2 separate regions of the Bombyx mori genome follow, and region 2 is linked to region 1. The links are chromatin contacts, called in public Hi-C maps. All regions are on one chromosome and are shown on one strand. The core of a region is the stretch at or near the end of the contact, and the rest is flanking DNA. Distances in the headings are between cores, read along the strand shown. Region 1 overlaps LOC101746352 (3-phosphoinositide-dependent protein kinase 1). Region 2 overlaps LOC101746352 (3-phosphoinositide-dependent protein kinase 1).

What was found. Hi-C and Micro-C count contacts between places; a contact is called where the count stands out from the background.
Region 2: a contact with region 1 is called in a Hi-C map of middle silk gland, with 2.9 times the contacts expected there. The contact joins two enhancer-like sites. A contact is called at or near these places in 4 of 7 Hi-C or Micro-C datasets (middle silk gland, midgut, posterior silk gland and 1 more).

Annotation. Positions count from the first base shown.
Region 1 is chr11:13,131,489-13,134,592 of ASM3026992v2, reverse strand. All of the region lies in intron 2 of LOC101746352 (3-phosphoinositide-dependent protein kinase 1), which reads left to right. Among protein-coding and RNA genes, the nearest start is that of LOC110386130, 21 kb to the right of the region's middle. Within about 2 kb of position 1,847, at least 8 of the 8 cell types and tissues checked have open chromatin away from gene starts, as enhancers often do.
Region 2 is chr11:13,168,580-13,171,746 of ASM3026992v2, reverse strand. The region is part of intron 2 of LOC101746352 (3-phosphoinositide-dependent protein kinase 1); the gene reads left to right. Among protein-coding and RNA genes, the nearest start is that of LOC134199713, 9.2 kb to the right of the region's middle. Within about 2 kb of position 1,851, at least 2 of the 8 cell types and tissues checked have open chromatin away from gene starts, as enhancers often do.

The sequences.
Region 1 (3,104 bases), core at 598-3,097:
GGGAATGAATAGATAATGTGGGGGTGTATTGATACCCGTGTTAATTTTATTACTTCATTGATGCGATGAGACTGTAAACAAATTAGTCACCACAACTCATATGGATCTCGCGAGTATTTAATACCATTGTCCAGACATAAAACCAGCATGAACTGGACTCTAGTCAGGGAATGTGCTCTATGAGGAAAGAGCAGGAATGAAGTAGTCACCCAGTATGGGAGGTCGGGTTATTCCTTGTTAGATTATTGCAAACCGGTTCAGTCGCGAAGCCTAATATTATGTTCATGTGTAGGTATTTTATTATTTATATTTAGCAATTCTGTTTTAGCATAATTCCTTTTTTATTAAAGACATAATACTCGCATTATTTGCATGTGTAAGAAAATAGCATCAAGTAATAACGAACAGTCTATACAAATTTCAAACGAAACGGTCATTGGCAAGAAGGTTTATCGAGAATGCAGACTGCGCGAGCAACGGGGTGGTCGGCAGGCCGGTTCAGCAAAGTTGAATGTATCGGCAGGCATCTCATCCTTCGTGGAATTTGTACCCACACATTCTAAACTGCAGGCTATTTACCCTTGAAACACCGCTCCGACGGTTCTGTGTTATTCTTTTATTTTCTGAGAACGATAATTCACAAAAACAACTTTACCTGAACAGTGTCTATTGTTCATTATCATTTGAAAGAAAACAAAACGATAACTTTAAAAGTCTGTCTTTTCTCATCTAGCTAAATATCTGTCACCTATTATTTTACCTTGTAGATAGTTTTTCTTGTTTTTTTGGTTGAGAACAATATTGCCGTTAGAGAAAGATGCGTCGTAAATAGTGACCACGTGGTGCCTCATACAAACGAGATTTTGGCGCGAATTTCTTGACAATGAACTGAGTAAATTTTTCATAAATTATTTTATGAAATATTGTAAGAATATAAAAATTAAAGTAGTTATGAATATTCTTATTTTTTTTAAATAATTTTTTTACCAGAGGAACTACCAAGTCTTATTTTTATCAAAGTAAAATACATTAAAGCAAGTGTTCTAACGCTAAAGCTAAATCAATTCTTGTTGATCGACGTTATAAATATTTTAATTCGACCTGAGCTAATAAAATCTAATTTGAATAATGGCGCCAAAGTCAACTTGTACGTCTTCTACATTTAATGGCCGCCGCCGCGCCGAGTCGTTCATTGCGCTCACTTGGGTGTATTGGCCAAAGCTCACCACGCGTATCCTGTCTACTACGGTTGATTCTATCCTGCTCACTCTAAGTTCACACATTGGGGCGTAAAAGAGACACCAAACTCACGTGCAGCGATTTTTGTGCTATAGAAGGACGCACCCGAGATCAATGCACTTTCCGAGGACAGCGAGCCCGTTTTTATTAAAAGTTACTGACGAATTGTTTTTGATGCAATAGGGACTTTAAATCTTACAGCCCTAAGACATAAATTTGCAAAATTGAAAGTATTAAAGTAGAGGTCGATGTCTAGACTTGAGACGCGCGGGAAGTGATTAAAGTATGTGGTATGGCGTATGAAAGGTATTCCGTACGTTATTAGGGTTGATATTTACTCCCCTTTAATATTAACACGAAACGTTTTCGCATGGCATCTAATTATCTATATTCCCGTACTGTTTGTCTATTACAATCGGAAATTTAAGTGGCATTCATTGGTATGCACTTCCGAGTGGTTCATTGGTGTCTTCACCCATAATTGAAGCACGTTTAGTATTAATTAACGGTACAACATCCTGCCCGTATCGTGAATGGTAGAGTGCTTCGCAGCGATTTGTGTTTATTGTGTGTTTGCTAACCCTACATTCCCAGCGTGCCATGTGCATGAACTGGCGTCTGCATAGCCGCCATCCAGCGCCCCGCACTCCTTGTCTCATCTTGCCGGTTTCCTTTGTAAGCCCAGTCTATTTTTAACACGTTATCTACTACAAATTAGAAATACTTTTGCTATGAGACGGGTGTAAGTTTTGTTGGGTAATTTTCTATTTTCGTAACACGGATGGACGAATATTATTCTTATGAACTACCAGAGACAGAGGTGACATAAAAAGCAAAAGTTGAAATAATTAATAAACGAATATAATAATCTAGCTGACCATATACTATAATATCGACAGGTGAAAACCTATTTGCTTTAAGCGAGATTTTTATAAAATTACAGGCGAGTTAGGTATTTAAAGTTTTAAATTTGGAGAAATATCAAGACAAAAAATTTCTTCAGCTATTTGAATACGGTAAACATAATTCAATCAATTTTAAACATCGAATTGTTGATACCAAATAAAACTGACCTGTAATCACAAAGATAAATGTCGCGTATTAACCGAAATGTCACATAAACCAAATAGCCATTTACCCCTCGATACATCGACGATATTATAAACTGAACTAATTTACAACTTATATAAAATAGCGTGGGTAGGCCTCCCACAAGGTGGGCCGACGCCCTATTGAGGTTCGCGGGGATCCGCTGGATGCAGGCAGCGCAGGACCGGTCTTTGTGGCGAGGCTTGGGGGAGGCCTATGTCCAGCAGTGGACGTCCATGGGCTGATAGAATAGAAAAAAAAAAAGTCGCTTAAAATATGAATGCTTAAAACTTTAATTGAGAACGACGGAGACTAGTCTATGGTCCACTAAAATTAACTGAGCAATGCGAGGAGCACTGACAAGTCGCTGTTTACCACTAAGAATTCTCTACAAAATTTGTTTGAAGGAGGACATCCCATATGGCCGTCATAGCAAAAAAGTGGCCACTCAAGAGCCGTAATGGTTCCTTCCAGCAGACAGGGTGGAAGGATGGTCAAACCTATAGTCTCACAACACACGTTATGAATAAAAATGCTGTAGTGCGCGCAGTGCTTAGGTTTTTCGAAGAAATGGGTAGCGCTTTTTTAATACAACTCTTAAAATTAAAACAGGGAAGTATGGTATGCGATCTTTAATGTGGAAAACTCCAAACTGACAGCAGTCTGTAGCTTTATGACTTTTCACGACTTGCATTACTACTGCCACTAAACCCAATTGCGAAGTGAGTCCATCTCCCACGGATTCCCCGATCTTTGTGCAAGGCAACGGCATACAA
Region 2 (3,167 bases), core at 602-3,101, 37 kb before region 1:
ATTTTATTTTTTAACGTAAAATATTCCCTTTAAAAAAAACATCTTTCTGATCCCTTAGAAAACTCGACGATCACTGTGTCATCATCTTCAAATTTGTGGCCCCTAAGAGGACCTAAAGGAACACCTTTAACCGCGGAAATAGTTAAAAATCACTAAGAGCTATGTTCGGTGAATATGCAGGATGTTCCATGCATTCGAAGCCAGCTTGAATGGCAGCTTTCGCAACTGTGGACTTGTGCCCCCGGCGTTATCTGGGTGAATCAAAACAACTTGCCAGTTTGCCACGCCGTTGCCCGCGTATCTCCACACGGAACTTTGTTATTTGCCCTACGTACAAATTCCGCGTAGTATTGCCTTTATTATGAAGGTATTCGATCATTACCACCCCTTGGGTGTCCCAGAAAAAACAGCCCATGATCTTACCGGTGGATGAAATCGCCTTAAATTTCATGGAGGTAAAGTTGTCTTTCAAATCTTGGACTGTTTTTTCGTTTCCAAGTCATAAAGGTGAAGCCATTTTTTGTACATAGTTATTAATCGAGCCAATGTACCCGATTCGGTGGACCGAATGGTAAGCAGTCGACGTCGCCCTAAACACGTCATTACGGATCCTCCCGATCCATCAACGGTGCTTTTAGGAACCTCAAGCACCGGTCACCGGCCTCGCCGAACCCGTCGCTTTGCGACGAAGGCCTCAACGAGTAAATCACCCCATAGACACAACCCACTGAGTTTCTCGCCGGATCTTCTCAGTGGGTCGCGTTTCCGGTCCGGTGGTAGATTCTGCGAAGCACTGCTCTTGCAAGAGCCAGTGTTAGCAACACTCCCGGTTTGAGCCCCGTGAGCTCATCTACTAGATCGGTGACTCTAGAATAACCCCTCGAAGTTATTAGAATAGGAAGGGAAAAAAATCGAGCCCAAAATCGATCATGATCTTGTTGCAACAAACTTAAACAGATTTATGAAATTCTTGTTTCTGCGCGTCAGAAAGTATTCTGGGCACCCAACGCGCTGCCGCTTTTTCCAAACTCAAACGGTTGTGTATAGTATTATGGACACTTCCTTTAAAAAAATAATAATATATATGTATTTACTATATTACAAACTAACACGAAGATCCGCCAACTTTCAACTTTTTCAATAATTTGTTCAGACACTACCAATGTACGGCGTCCCTTGCGGGGGTCGTCATTACTGGAAGCTCTTCGTCGCTTGAACTCAGCACAACAATACGCAACCGTAGAATATGGAGGAGCATGAACCTCTAATGTTGCTCTCAAGTCTTGATTTACCAGCGCCGTATATAATATAGCAGAAATATTTTATTACCGCGTGAACTTCAATTTTATCCATTTTTAAGAACACGTTCCGTCACTACGCAGGAAAATGACTTCTGTTTTTTAAAAAAACATAAGAGAAGCAGATAGCAATCCCACTTGTGTGGATTCCACTAGGACTACGACTATAATCACTACTACAGCCACCCATATTGGCGGTTTGCTTTGTTATCCTCGACCTGGTGCCAGCGCGCTAGAGTAACAGTAGCGTGCACTGTAGCCTCGACCCCTCAAATGACCCTGTAACCATCACAGCGAGAAGACTGCCTCCTCACAGGGGCCGGAGCTGAACGAACGCCCTCCTGTGACCCCTGATTCTGCTGCGGCGGCCGGCACCGAAAGGGAAAAAGGGTAGAAGAGCTCTCCCTCTCCCGTGCTGCCGCCTTTTGCGAGATGGTGGACTCGCAGAAGTCGATCATCACCTGCCAGGAGTTGTGACTGCCGAGAGCATCGTAGCGATGACGGTCGGTAGCGACAGGTCTGGTACTATCGCGACGATGGTGCGGTGCTGCTTTGCGAAAGCTCTGCCTGCTCCGCCGGGTCCTCGTCGCATAGTTAATACTCAACCTTATACGGCGAACTTGACACTTCGATGTCTTCTCAGATTCTCGGCTTATTTAAAAACCCGCCACGAAGCAATGTAATGAAGATATACCGCAGGCTCTTGTCGGTAACTAACATTTTATCTGACGCAACTTCAATATTGGTCTTCCCTTTCAGCCTGATGATGAACAATGGATTCTTAATGGAATTTACACTCATCAGCTTATATGATTAAAAGTAACTACGTAGAGTAGTACTTAAATACTAAGAAATATGTGGTGAATTATTTTAAGTGGAATCACAATAAAAATAAGCTATTGAAAGAGTTATTATTTTCCGCTCTATTTCTACTTGTTAAAATGTAAAAAGACGTGAGGGAAATTCGATGTACCCAATACAGACGTCTAGACCGCAGTAAATTATGTGAATCGTTTTGTCTAGACTCTAGACGGGCCATGACCCCACGGGTACTTGAATAAACGTGACTCCAAACAAAGACTAAAGTAACCAAAAGTGATATGCTTAACACATTTAACCCTTTGAGGTCCAGAGTCCACACGTATTGGACTCACACGTATCTTTTTTTTTACTGCCAGGTTCACAGTCCACAACGTGTATACCTAGGACCTCGTTAAATATTTTTGTAAAAAGTCTAAGGACCACAAAGGGTTAAATGTACTTGACCATTAAACTCCTTTTAGGTATTAAGAGGCTTTTACGACACGGTCATATGAATTATTTTGCATCATATGGAAGAAAAACAATATTTATATTTAATAATTGGTAAGGGTATCCGATTGTAACCACCTCGAGCTACTATTGCTGTTTTTGTATTATTAGTAAATTCAAAAGCTTGTTGAGTGTCTGGGGCTTATTCAATTACTTTTATAATTCTCCATATCGTATTAAAGAGTTCGGTCTAATAGGAAATATGGCCGGCAATGTCGAGGCTATGTAAGTGCCATAGCTCAATACTTAGTGATAAAAAAATTTAAAATAATAATTCTTAAGTTCATTATTTCACAGTAAAGTAAAAAAAAGTACTCGTAAGTAAGATATATGAACATTCCCTAACCGTTACTCCAAATTGACACTTTTGCTTGGTGGATCAAAATGCGCGGTGATTCGCTTCGTACTCAAATTACCGCTATCACCAACTCAAAAAGTGCCCTGGCTTTACTTATCAACCCTTGTAAAACCAGCTTTTGTGAAAAGGAACCGTATTACAATACACTGGCCATTTTCCTTTTCAGTTGGTACATGAAAGAGGCCATCAACATATTCATG